Regions from separate parts of the Zea mays genome. Here region 2 is linked to region 1. A link is a contact called in public Hi-C data. All regions are on one chromosome and are shown on one strand. The core of a region is the stretch at or near the end of the contact, and the rest is flanking DNA. Distances in the headings are between cores, read along the strand shown. Region 1 holds the start of LOC100272507. Region 2 holds the start of LOC100274090.

Region 1 (6,229 bases), core at 1,658-4,157:
TCTATCTGTTGTTCGTGTGTGGTGGTCAGGTGGTGTGTGAGACGTCCTCTTGGGCTCTTGGCAAACTGCAATGGCCCACCGCTGGTCTTTTGCAGCCTTGGCCGGCACAGCATTACCTCGATCTCGAGCATTATGCAATTACGGTAAGCTGACTGAAATCATCAGCTCGTTAGCTGTAGGCCAACTGCCCAGTGTACAAGAAGGGAATGTTATTAGCACCGCCAACTCCCTGTTTCAACAGTTTCCGAGATGGATTTCATCTCAAACTTCTCATGGGTTATCATAGGTTTCTCTAACACTAGTTTTCACCATTGTACACAATTGTACATTACCACCTTACACTAGACTTATCTAGGTCAAGCTACCCATACATACCCCCTTTATAATACATTAATACGGTTAAAAGGAAAAATAAAGATCCTATCGCTAATCGATTAATTCCTTGTCCTTAACCTCTTCTTGCTCACCTTTAAAAATCGATGATTGCTCCCCATTAATAGGGGCATGAATACCAAATATGCCCAATCAATCTCTTATTGTGACCTAACTCAATTTTGCCTCTCTAAACTAAAACCCAACTAGGGTCCTAGATGTTTCCATGGCCAGTTTGACTAAATCTATGTGGTTTACGGGTGACCAAGACTATATTACCATGGTCTTGGTCAGACCTTCATTTTCCATGATAATAGCTAGTTATGTTGCCTTCTTATGAGGCTTGCTGGAATCTATGAGCATAGTTATAGTTATGTACTTGCTATTTATGTCGTTGGCTTCTGCTTCTGACTGAGTTGCACACGCATCATGCAAGGAAATCTTATGCATTAAGGCATACGCCAATCTATAAAACACCATAATAACTAGCATAGTTGTACATGGCATCTCATACTACTTGATAATGGTTGCATACAGCATGTTGAAAATGCACACACATACTACTACTACTTGTGGAGCACTATCCTCTTGTGCACTTGGCCTTGCAGGCAGGAGGAGAAACAAAGCGCACCCCCTCTTGTGGAGGCGCCTAGCTAGGATTGACAGGGCCTGTTTGTTTCAGCTTCCGTCAGTTTCTGGCCACCAAAAGTTGTTGTGAACTGCCAAACGCTCAGTTTTTCAGTCAGCTTCTATAAAATTCTTTGGGGGCAAAAACCATTCAAAATCAACATAAACACATAATCGGTTGAGTCGTTGTAATAGTAAAAATCTGTCATTTTCTAGATCCTTAGCCCTATGAACAACTTTATCTTCCTCCACACGTAATCGTAATGATACTCAGATTCTCCTCACGGCCAGATTTTCAGAAAAGCTGGTCAGAAAAAAACTGAACCAAACAGGCTCATAGATTGCTGGAGCATGTACTTACCACAAAGGGGCAAGTCAAGATAAGGATCATTGTTGCCTGCTAGCTTTTGGGCTGCATCTAGAACGGCGTGAGATAAGATAGATCCGGTGAAGCGAAGCGAGTCTCTCTTGACCCTTGAACGCAAGTAGTAGTAGTAGTAGCTTGTCTCCTCGCTGCACGTCACTGCATGCGTTGGGGATATATGGAGACTGGAAGTCAGCTAATCCTTGGTAGTACTGTACATCAAGTTGATTAGATCGATCTTACTCTTTGACTTTGAGCTGTAGTGGTACTGGTCTCTTGTTTTTTTTTTCCTCCGGTCACACGTGCGCGTCCGTACGACCTGTATGACGGACGGTTGTTGATGGGGGTAACAAGACCACCACGACCCGGAACGGTAGGCCGGCGAAACAGGACAAATCTCGCCTTTTTTTAGCAAGCCTTCTGGATCGCTCACTGCGACGACCGGACAGCTGCGTGAAAAGCTACCTCTACCGGTTGCTCGTTTCTTGGACCTCCAGAGATTCTAGAGCCATTCGTTTGAATCAGGGTGTGAGGGTCTTTCTTTTGAGGCATGTGTTGCTTTCTTGTTCCCTTTTTTATGGAATGAAATGAAGTGGAAGTAGCACCTGAGTTGCCAAGGGGGATTGGTAAGTTAATTCGCTACAAATCAATTTGGATTTTGGTACAAGGTACAAGGTACAAGTACACTACAGTACAGATGAGTTGGTGGAGCTTATTGCTGCTATAGCTTGCTAGTAGCTCCAGAGCGCGACGTCAGCTCCGGAGTCGCAGCAGTCACCATGATCCCAGGCGGCGGGCGGTGGCGGTGGCGGCGGCTCCACGAGCAGCCCTTCCGCGAGGCTGGCATAGTACAAGTCCAAGTCCATGTCCCCGAACCAGTCGGGCTCGAACACGGCGCCGTCCAACGCCACCGTCTCACTGGCCTCCACAGGCACGCGCTCAATCGCCGGCGCCGGCTTCGTCGCCGAGGAGGAGGAGGAGGGAGGAGACGTGCCCGAGGTCGCTTCGTCGGCGGCTGCCGCCCCGAAGCGGCGTCTCTGGAACTCCGCGACGGCCTCGAGCGCGGCCCGGCGGGCGCCGTCCAGGCCGCCCGAGAGCGCGGGCGGGGGCGGCACGGCGAGCAGCCACGCGGAGTCGGGGAAGTTGAGGCAGGCCGCGCCGCGGCCCAGGGCGAGCATCGCGGCGTCGTGCGCGCGCGCCGCCGCCTCGGCGCCGAGGTAGGTGCCGAGCCACAGCCGCGCGCCGCGCCGCCCGGGGACGCGCACCTCGCACACCCACCGCCCCGCGGCGCCCCGCCGCCGCACGCCGCGGAACACCGGGTGCCGCGTCTCCCGGAACTTGGTGCGCCCCGCGGGGCGCTTCTTGGGACCAGAGCAGCAGAGCGGCTTGTCCTGCTCGGACGAGGACGACGCCGAGGTGGAGGACGAGGAGGCCGCGTGCTGGAGCTGGAGCTGGTGCCGGCCCATGTCCATGGCTGCCGCTGATCGCTGCTGGTGGTGGCTGCTTGCTTGAGCTTGCTGGTGGGAGTGGAGGTGGGTTCCTTTGTCTCGGGATTGAGCTGAGTCTGAGTGCTGGTGCTGGCTGCTGTGAAGCGTGTGGTTGATGCGTAGTATTTATAGGTATGCCCTGCGATGTTGGTGTTCACACGCGGAGAAGCCATGGTGACGAACGGCGGTTGGGCGGCTGGCCGCGGCAAAGGAAACAGCTGGTGCCAGTAGATTCTTTCGGAGGGAAGCCTGGGTGCTAATAAAATATGTTTTGGCCGTGTGGGGGCTAGCTGGGCAAAATATGCAGGTGCAGGTGCAGCTCGCTGCTTGACATTGACAGTGGTTTTTGTAGTGCACTGCAGTGGAGGACATGGGCCCACCTGCTCCCAGGCGCACTCTGGACGCTGGAGGAAACAAAGCAGACACTGAGGCTATCCGCAATCGCTACCTCTAAATTTTTCCCCCTATATCACTTTTTCCCTATATGTTTCCCTCTATTTTTTCATCTTCCGCAGCGGTTCCCTCTAAATACTCCACCTATATCACACTACAACTATAAAATATCATTATTTAACCATATTTATTTTCTATTACCATTTTTCTTTAACTATTAAATACCAACCAACACTAAACTTAAGTCAAGGGGTGCTACAGTCCACCCCTGGATCTAGCGGACGGCTGCGTTTGGCGCTAAAACTGTTTCACGTAGAGATGATTTTAGCGTCAGCCGCTGCACCTCAAGAGCTACTCTATACATGCACTGTATAAGGGGAGAGGGAGGCTCGCCGCAAGCGCTCCTGAGACTGACTTCAGCGGTTCCCTCTAAATTTCTCCCCCTATATCTCACTCACGTGCCACGTCAGCGTTCTCTCTCCCCCTATATCTCCACGCTCTACAGCGGTTCCCCCTATATCAAACCTCTATACCCCACTACACCAATATTATATACTTTTATTATCAACTAACTCAACTACCATCCAATATTAGTTTTATTTTTATTTATTTTATGCACAGTACGCGGCCGTAACTTGGTCCATAATTAATTAGCAAACTTCGTGATTAGTATTAAAACTTCACAATTAATCCTCATGTCAGGTATGTATGACCAACCTATTTAATACTAAAATAAGACATGACAGTGCCTGTGTTCAGAGATCATGTCAATGGTAAGCAGTTAATTCCTGGTGGCATAGTGCTACACTAACATTGGTGACTGCTCTATTAGAAGTGAGCATTCCACAGTTAAATCCTGGTTCCATAGTGCTATCGGTATTACCTGACACATATGGATGGGCATTTGGTCTTTCAACACATGCACAGATGTCAAACATAATAGAATTGTCTCCTGTGATAAATAGTATCGATATTACCAAAATTAAACCGCCGTATAAACACAGCTATAGACAATTCACAGGTAGATAGAAGCACTCATCTATTTAAATATATCTGTTGAAACTTACATTCAGTATTTGACAAGGCTTCATTTGTTATTTAGAAAGTACCAAGTAGCAAAAAGACTTTCAAGTCTTTGAAAGTATCTTACCTTACCATTCCACTCTGACCAAACGTTCCAGTGAGGAAACTGACCAACTTGATAGAGACCTCCTGCATCCCATGCTTCAGCAATGAGCTATAAATACAATGGAGGAAGTAGTGAGAACAAAAACCAAGAAACTACAATATGTTGATACAGTCGATTATTATATATACTGTTCTGCATATTTAACAGCCAATCAGGTTCATATATTACCCAAAAGCATCAAGCACATGGTAACTGCGACTAGTTGCATAGCATGTGTACACGTATCCAAAACCACAAAATGGCTTTGAATCTTCAGTTAGTGCAAATGATAAAACATAAGTATTAAGAATCATAATCAACCAGATAACCTTCTTATTGCAAATTGGAAAGCACATCTTCTTAACCTTGCTGGTAGAATAGCTCTTGTGCGATATGTGCCTTCGGCTATCCCAGTCTATATTCTTATTGCAATGAATATTCCCAATTGGATGATTAAAGCTATAGACAAAATTAGAAGGGGATTTATTTGGAAGAGAAGGAAAGAGGCTAATGGAGGCAGTTGTCTGGTTTCTTGAGATATTGTTACAAGGCCTATTGATCTTGTGGGGCTTGGGAATCCCTAATCTGCAATTCATGAGCTGGGCTTTTCAATCAAAATGGTTATAGTTGGAAAAAAATGGACCCAAACAGGCCTTGGCAGTGGCAGGGACTGAAGCTTCCTATACAGCAGCATGTCAAGAATCTGTTTTCAGATTCTCTGATTTCTATGGTTGGGAATGGCACCAGCACTCTTTTCTGGACTGATAGATGGCTAAATGGGGCTGCGATCAGGGATTTTGCCCCTGAGGTGGTAGCTAAGGTGGGCAAAAGATTTCTATATTCAAGAACTGTGGCTCAAGCATAATAGAATTGTCTCCTGTGATAAATAGTATCGATATTACCAAAATTAAACTGCCGTATAAACACAGCATTCAAGGTACTGCTAGAGTTAGACACTTCTTAATGCAATGGCATGCAGCTCTCATGTGTATTCGAGGAGGTGCTGCTAGACAATAACACATGTAAATGGTATTCTTATAAGAGCATTTCCATGCAACATGCATTGGTTTTTTAGAGAGAAAAAAAGATATTCACATGAACCCACCAAAAAAATTCAAAGATTAAATCTCCAGCTTCCATTGGCTACTGTAAAAAGCCTACGGGTGCCAAATTGCAACCACAATTTCAGCAAATAAAACTTAAGAGAAGCACATGAGTTGGACCTCAGCACTTCCTCTGACCCAAGCCAAAGGATTCCAGCCATAATAAGCAAAATCCACCAGAAATCTAGGTATTCAAGAGCTACAACACCATGTATAGCACAATCTTGCCACAACAAACTTCTTGCTTCCTAATTACCCAAACCACCGCAAAAAGCTCACTCCTTCAGAACCCTCTCCGCCGCTCAATTGAAGCCTAACCAAAACGGAGAAGCTAGGGGCTCACCTCGAGGAGCTTGGCGAGTTCGTCCGCAGGAGCCGGCGCCACCGCCTGCAGCTTCTCCCCCAGCTCCTTCAGCTGCTCCGTGGCCGCCATACCCGGCCGCCGCGCCGGATCGACTGCCCAAATTCTTGCAGCAAGCTCTGCAGCAGCGACTTCTGCTTCTGCACCGCGGCCGCCGCGGCCGCGGCCGTCGGGACCGGGGCCGACCCGGGGCCGCCGCCTGCTTTGCTCATCACGGGTGGACCTTGAAGCGCGAATGAAGCGGATCGACGGCTACCTTCTCCGGCGGCGGATACGTCGCCCTTGCTTCGCCTCCTTCGCCCTCCGCAGAGTTTTCCGAGCGCGCGATTGTGTGGCCCAAGGAACCGACTGCGG
Region 2 (6,229 bases), core at 2,011-4,510, 540 kb after region 1:
TCTAAGCACTAGATCTAATCTTATCTCTAATTCTAATCTTATCTCAAACTAGCCTTATCTTTGTCTAACCAACCAAAGGTTGTGCTACAGTACCGCCGTCACTGTAGCAGGCCCTCTTGGGCCCTGACACTACACCCCTCCTGGACAAGAGGTCGTCCTCGAGCTGCAACCTAACGATGACGCTAATGATAACTCCGCTAGACACAAACCTAACACCTAAAAAGAAAGATTTTACATCTCGCCTTATTTTATTATTCCAAATCTGAATTAGACCACGACTCTTTATTTTTTTTGACCCTTTAAGATAAGACGGACACCCTCCGCGCATGGACCTGCACGTGTGTAGCCACCTGAATCCCATGGACGCTAAACGAAAGGGGAGCACAAGGATGGCCACCTGGAATAGGTCACAACAATGACCAGCGAAGGCGCCCTCGTGTCGGCCGGTAGCGGAATGTGGTAGCGCTAAGCAGTACGCCCTTGCCGATGACAAGGAGGGGAGCGCCTTCCCTACCGCCGCTGTCGTAGAGTTGGAGTTCGTCGCCCGCGTGACACGCACCATGCTCGTGCTTGGAGACAGCGGGCCAGCGCGGTTGCTGATGGCCGTCCAACAAGGCAAGGTCGCGGCCCCGTGTGCCGAATTCGACTCCCGCAAAGGCTGCCTCGAGCATCTGTCGGCGCACTAGAAGGCCACGCGCCGCAGCCTGCAATCGCACCGCCGCTGACACCTTGCAGCACTCGCCCGCGCAATTGCCTTCTTCTTCGTGAGCTGCTGCAAGGTTGCTGGGACGACTATGCACCACCGCTTGAAGATGTGGTGATGTCCTTCCCGACGCGCTAGGAGGCAGCGTGCCACCACCTGTAGCTACGTCGTCGATGCCCGGATGCCATCCATGCCCCCGTAGAAGACATCATCACAGTGTTGTTGTGGTGGCATAGGCATGGGGGTGGTGAACGACGGGGTCGGTGAAGAAGACGTTGACATCGTGAATTCCAGCGCCATTGTGGATGAGAGGGCGTACGATGGAATTGGTGATGGTGATGGTGGCATGGAGATGAGGTAAAGGGGTAGGCCTCCCTGAGGGTTAACTGCACCTGATGTCGCAATCTGTGTTTGCGACGAAGGCATGGTGTACTAGGGTCCCCCAATAGCCATGGCGTATGATGGAATAGGGGAAGGTGACGGCGGCATGGGCAACAGATGAATGTGCAGGCATGGTACCGTCGAGGCGCTGGGTGGGCGGATCGAGCCTGGAAGGGAGAGCGGGGCCGATGCCGGTGGTGTCGGCAATGCATGCAACGGCGGCGGAAGGGTGGTATGGGATGTGTGCCGTGGCGGTGGAAAATTGGAGAGGAAGACGGTGATGGCCGCCCCGGAACGACCGAGATCGGCAACCATTTGGGCTACGACTTCCAGGGTGAGGGTCGATGTCGTCGCCGGTGACGCAAGGGCAGGGACTGAGGCGGCCGGTGGTGGCGCAAAGGACGCCGAAGGTGAGGCGGTGGTGGGTGGAGGGCCTGACATCTCCAATACTAGATTGTTATGGATCTAGGGTTACGGAGGTGAGGCGAGGGGTTTGAGGGCGACGACTAGGGTTAGAGGGCGCTGGGGAGGCCGGCTGCAAGGCTTTGCCCATGGCCGACAAGAGAGAAGGGATTTACTTCTAATCTCTTGCTTACCTTCAATTGATACAATCTCTCTCCTTATATATAGAGGGTTACTTGACCTTTAAGCACTAGATCTAATCTTATCTCTAATTCTAATCTTATCCCAAACGAGCATTATCTTTATCTAACCAACCTAAGGGCGTGCTACAGTACCGCCATCGCTATAACGGACCTTGACACCAAGACTACATGCTAAGCCCCGGCATCGCCAGCCTTGGCATCCCAATGTCACTACTGCACACGCAGCAGCAGTTTCAGCAGCAGCAGCATGTGGTGAAAGAGGAGAGTGGCAGCATGATCGTGTTCGGCAGAGACCAGCAAAGCTGCAGCTCATGGGACAGCGGCTGCGCACATAGCCAGCAGCAGCCACAGTACGGCAATGGCCATGGCAAGGAGCTGGGCTTCGACGGCTACTTGTTCGGCTACAACAACGGCGGCAGCAGAATGAAGCATGACAACTGCAGGCTGATCAGCAGCTGCAGATGCTCACCAGCAAGCCCATCAGCAGGTGTCGGTGGAGTACAACTACAAGGAGATCAAGCAGCAGCTCATGAGCACAGCCGCCGCTGATAGTATACACAGCAGCCACGATGACAGCGGGATGGGAGGGTTCGGCGGCTCGCAAGGGAAGGTGGCAGATGATGTAAATTGACTGCTGAGAGATTGACATAGGTAATATTGATTGTTGATCAACCGTCGACGTCAAGGTGTGTTTGATTTTACTGTTGCATTTTTTCTTCATCCACTGTTCTTGCAAACCGAACATGCGGCAACTGCAGAACAACTGAACAACATTTAATCGGATCTGGTAAACTAGTGCCATGTTGTTTCATTTGAATTTCTGATTATTCAAACAATTATTTAGAATCCAATTCTAAAAATTACTTTCTTTGCACATCCAAACAAAAAAATTGAAATTAATATAATTCTAGATAATTTAATTCCAACTGAATCTAACTGCTAGAATGATATTCCTAGAATGAGATTCAATTCCGACCAAACAAACAGGCACTAAAGATAAAAAAACAGAAAGGGGACCAAAAAAAAGCGACGAGACAGGAGAGTTGGTACCAAAATCCATTCCGTAACTGCACACCAATTCCAGCAATTGCTAATGACTCCACGATTCAAAAAGCCATGTGGGTTAATAAGGCTGGCATGCAAATCTGGTGCACCTGATCCCGATGACATCTCGTCGCATCACACCAAAACCCCAACTCCATCCGCTACACACCCGAAAACACGATTAGACACCAAGCCCTAACGCTCGCCCCAGCATGACCACATCGAAGACGAGCCTAACCGATTTCGCCAGATTCCGGAGTCTGAATTGAACAGGGGGAAGTGAAAAGGAAAAGGGAAAGGCCTTTGGGCGGTACCTCGAGTTTGCGTACGGCGACGGCCTCGTCCGCCCCCGTGATGCTGATGAAGGTATCAATCGCCTCCTTCGGCGGCCTTGCCATGACAGGAGGGTTCGGTGCCAACGCGGCGCGGAGGAGGGAGCGATGGAGAGAGAGAAGATAGGAGAGGAGTTGCGTCAAGAGGAGAGAGAGAGACGGCAACAAACTGAAGAGAGGCAGGTGCTCTGATTCTGATTTCTGAAGCCGCGACTCCGAGCGGTGAGCCGGTCACCTGACCTCTTTGCTAGTCTTTGAGTTGTACGATCCACAGTTCCACACTCTCTGTCCTCCGCTGTATTTTCAACTAAACTCTATAAATAATATATCTACTGGTCGTAACGGTGCGTTGCCACGAGACGGGGAGCGTGAGAAACGGCGTTTAAGCTACAAATATTTTTATTGTTTATTTCTAAATACTAAGATATATATGGTCTGGTGGTTATTCCAAATTTATAGATCATAAGGGTGGTGCAAGCTATGGTGGTCCCTCTTAATGTAGTCGTCCCTACCCTAGCTTGCAGAGGCCGGAAGGCCAAGCTGCCGCCGTCGAGCCTTGTTGCGCTGGAGTCACCTGCACCGACGGAGGCACTCTTATTAGAAAGTTCCCTGTATCATACTGTAACCCCACATGTGGCTGCTGTCCTAGTGTTGGCTTCAGCACCGCGGCGAACGTCGTTGGCGGCGGCGTCGTGGCCAGGAGCGTAGATAGGCCTATGGCCACTAGGGCCTGGGCCCTACTTTTGGACTATCTAGCTAGGGTTAGAAGAGTAGCCAAGAACGGCGTAGAGAGAAGACGTGACGTACAGGCGGACAAGCAGCCACACAACACGTAGTTAGCGTGGCAACTAGGCGCCCAGCGGCTGTGGACTGCCGTCAGTAGACGGTCAGCCTAGTGTGTAGTATTTAGATATATTGTATTGTATATGGATACTTTAGAAGATTTGCTAAAATCAGGTTTGCTGAAATCTCCGGCTAAAATCTGTCTGAGGAACAAGAACATTCAACTTTGAATAAACCAAACATCACTTTTTTCTTCTTTAAGCTTTCTGCAGGTGATGTAAACAAGTATCGTTTTGCTAACGAAAACCACCCAGACAATTGATAAATTGGTTATAGAGATGAAGATCTATTATTATTTTTAATTAGTTAATCGTTTGTTTAAGCCAATTTTATTTCAATTACAATTATTGTGTCCAAATAAAGTTCATATGTGGCATTATTTATGTATTTTTCGATTTAATTTATTTAGCCGGTATGAAAGTGCTATATCTGACTGTATACTTAGAGAAATCCCAGCTCTGCCACTGGTCGTGGCTGGTGTCAGTCCGGTCGTGCCGTTCCTCAACAACCCTGTCGGGTACGTCTCTGCGAGGCTGGTCTGGAACAACCCGAAGTATCGCTCTGACGCCTTGCCGGGCTTGAGGTCCTCGTCGTACATGGCGAAGATGTACGTCACCACCGACTTGTCGGGCGCGCGCGGCATGCTGGACAGGGAACGGAGGTGCGACACGAGGCCCGACACGAAGGCGCGCGCGTTCTCCACCGTGGCGTCGGCCTCGTCGGGGTTACCCTTGTGCGGCCAGCCGGTCTCGGCCACCACGATGTCGACGTCCTTGTACCCCTTGGCATCCAGCGCGGCGCACACGGCGTCGACTTGCGCGTCGAACATGTTGGTGTACGTGAGGCCGGACCAGGCGTCCGGCGCGACCGTCGTTGGGCTGGAACAGGCAGAAGGCCAGCGTATCTGGCCGCGGGTCGCTGAGGTACGCGAAGTAGGGGTACGGGTTGATGAGGAACGACGAGTCGGTCTTTGGAACGCTAGCAGCGGGTCGAGCGTCGCCGCGAGCTCTGGCTTGAACGCGCCGGAGGAGGGCGGGTCGGAGCTCGCCAGCGCGTCCATGGCGTTCACGGTGGACACCTTGACACTGGAGTTGGGCGGCAGCGCGTCGTGCAGGTTCTGCATGGCCGGGATGAGCCACGACGCGAGCGAGGCGTTGGCGAAGAGGACCTCGTGGCCGACAGAGACGATGGAGACAGTCGGTGATGAGGCTGGGAGGTGCCCGGCGACCTAGGCCGCGGCGGCGGCGGGCGAGGAAGCGAGGTTGGCGATGTCGCCGTTGGTGGCGCCCAGGAGGAGGGAGACGCCATACGCCCATTTCGAAGAAGGCGGAGATGATGGTCGGGTCGGTCCCATAGAGGCGCACCTTGGTGATGATCGTGGACTTGACGAGGCGCGCGGTGGACGATGGCAGTGGGAGGTTGTCGGCTGCTTCGCCGTAGTTGATGTCGATGAAGGATTGCGACGCTGCAAGCATACACGTGTCTCAGCTTAATGTACTTCTTCTACTCATCAACCATTCAATCTACTGGGTATCATAAAAGCTAGACGTTTCTTCAAAAAATTCTCGTGCTCCAAAGACCTCCAATGAACACATAAGCCACTTCCAAGCTCGAGTGCTCGACACGTCGAGGGCGAAGTCCGGTCTAAACACGTGAATTAAAAAACATTTGTAGAACTGTATCTGTATGTAATTAGGTGATGGTGTCACCGTGTCTGTTTCACCGCACATCACTACATGTCGTTGTGGCCTGATGGCATGTTAACACCTTGAGGCCATGTTCGGTTACTAGTGTTTTGAGGAGGATTGAAGAGGATTAAATCCCCTCCTATTCAAAATTGAATAGGAGGGGATTTAATCCTCTTCAATCCCCTCCAATCCTCTAGCAACCGAACAAGCCCTGAGGGGACGGTGGGCGTGGATTCGTGTGGCTCAGAGAGCTCCAGAGAATGCAGACACGACTCCTATTCCACACCAGCACTTGTTCCTTTCTCTATCAGACGAGACAACTAATGGAGGAAGCCGTCTGACCAGACAGACAGCTATAGTTTGATGAGGGTGAAAGAATAGCGTAGAGCAACAGCTCAAGAAGAGATTTAGACTGAGAAGGTTGGACTGTGCCACTGGCATCTTAACCGCAAGCTCGAGTGAAGCTAAATTTCTATTTGAGACTGAATTTTGCAGCTGGCAAGTGGCAACCATCATCGCGAATAGTAGTTCAGTTCAAACTCCACAAGAAACAAAAAGGAAAAAATAAGAAGAGAAAGGTAGTACTATCAAGTGTTTCATTCAGCTAACAATAGAGCTCTCACGAACTGACAA

The links. A called contact is a pair of places that touch in the nucleus more often than the background predicts.
Region 2: a contact with region 1 is called in a Hi-C map of ear, with 1.8 times the contacts expected there. The contact joins the promoter of LOC100274090 here to the promoter of LOC100272507 in region 1. A contact is called at or near these places in 3 of 25 Hi-C or Micro-C datasets (bundle sheath, ear and leaf).

What each region holds. Positions count from the first base shown.
Region 1 is chr7:147,248,114-147,254,342 of Zm-B73-REFERENCE-NAM-5.0, forward strand. LOC100272507 reads right to left here and starts at 2,908. Exons shown (of 1, transcript NM_001146976.1): 1 at 1,989-2,908. The coding sequence starts at 2,835. The coding sequence ends at 2,095.
Region 2 is chr7:147,787,038-147,793,266 of Zm-B73-REFERENCE-NAM-5.0, forward strand. It overlaps LOC100274090, which reads right to left and starts at 3,261. Exons shown (of 10, transcript NM_001148469.1): 1 at 3,048-3,261. The coding sequence starts at 3,131. It also overlaps the pseudogene LOC103633056 and the pseudogene LOC103634253.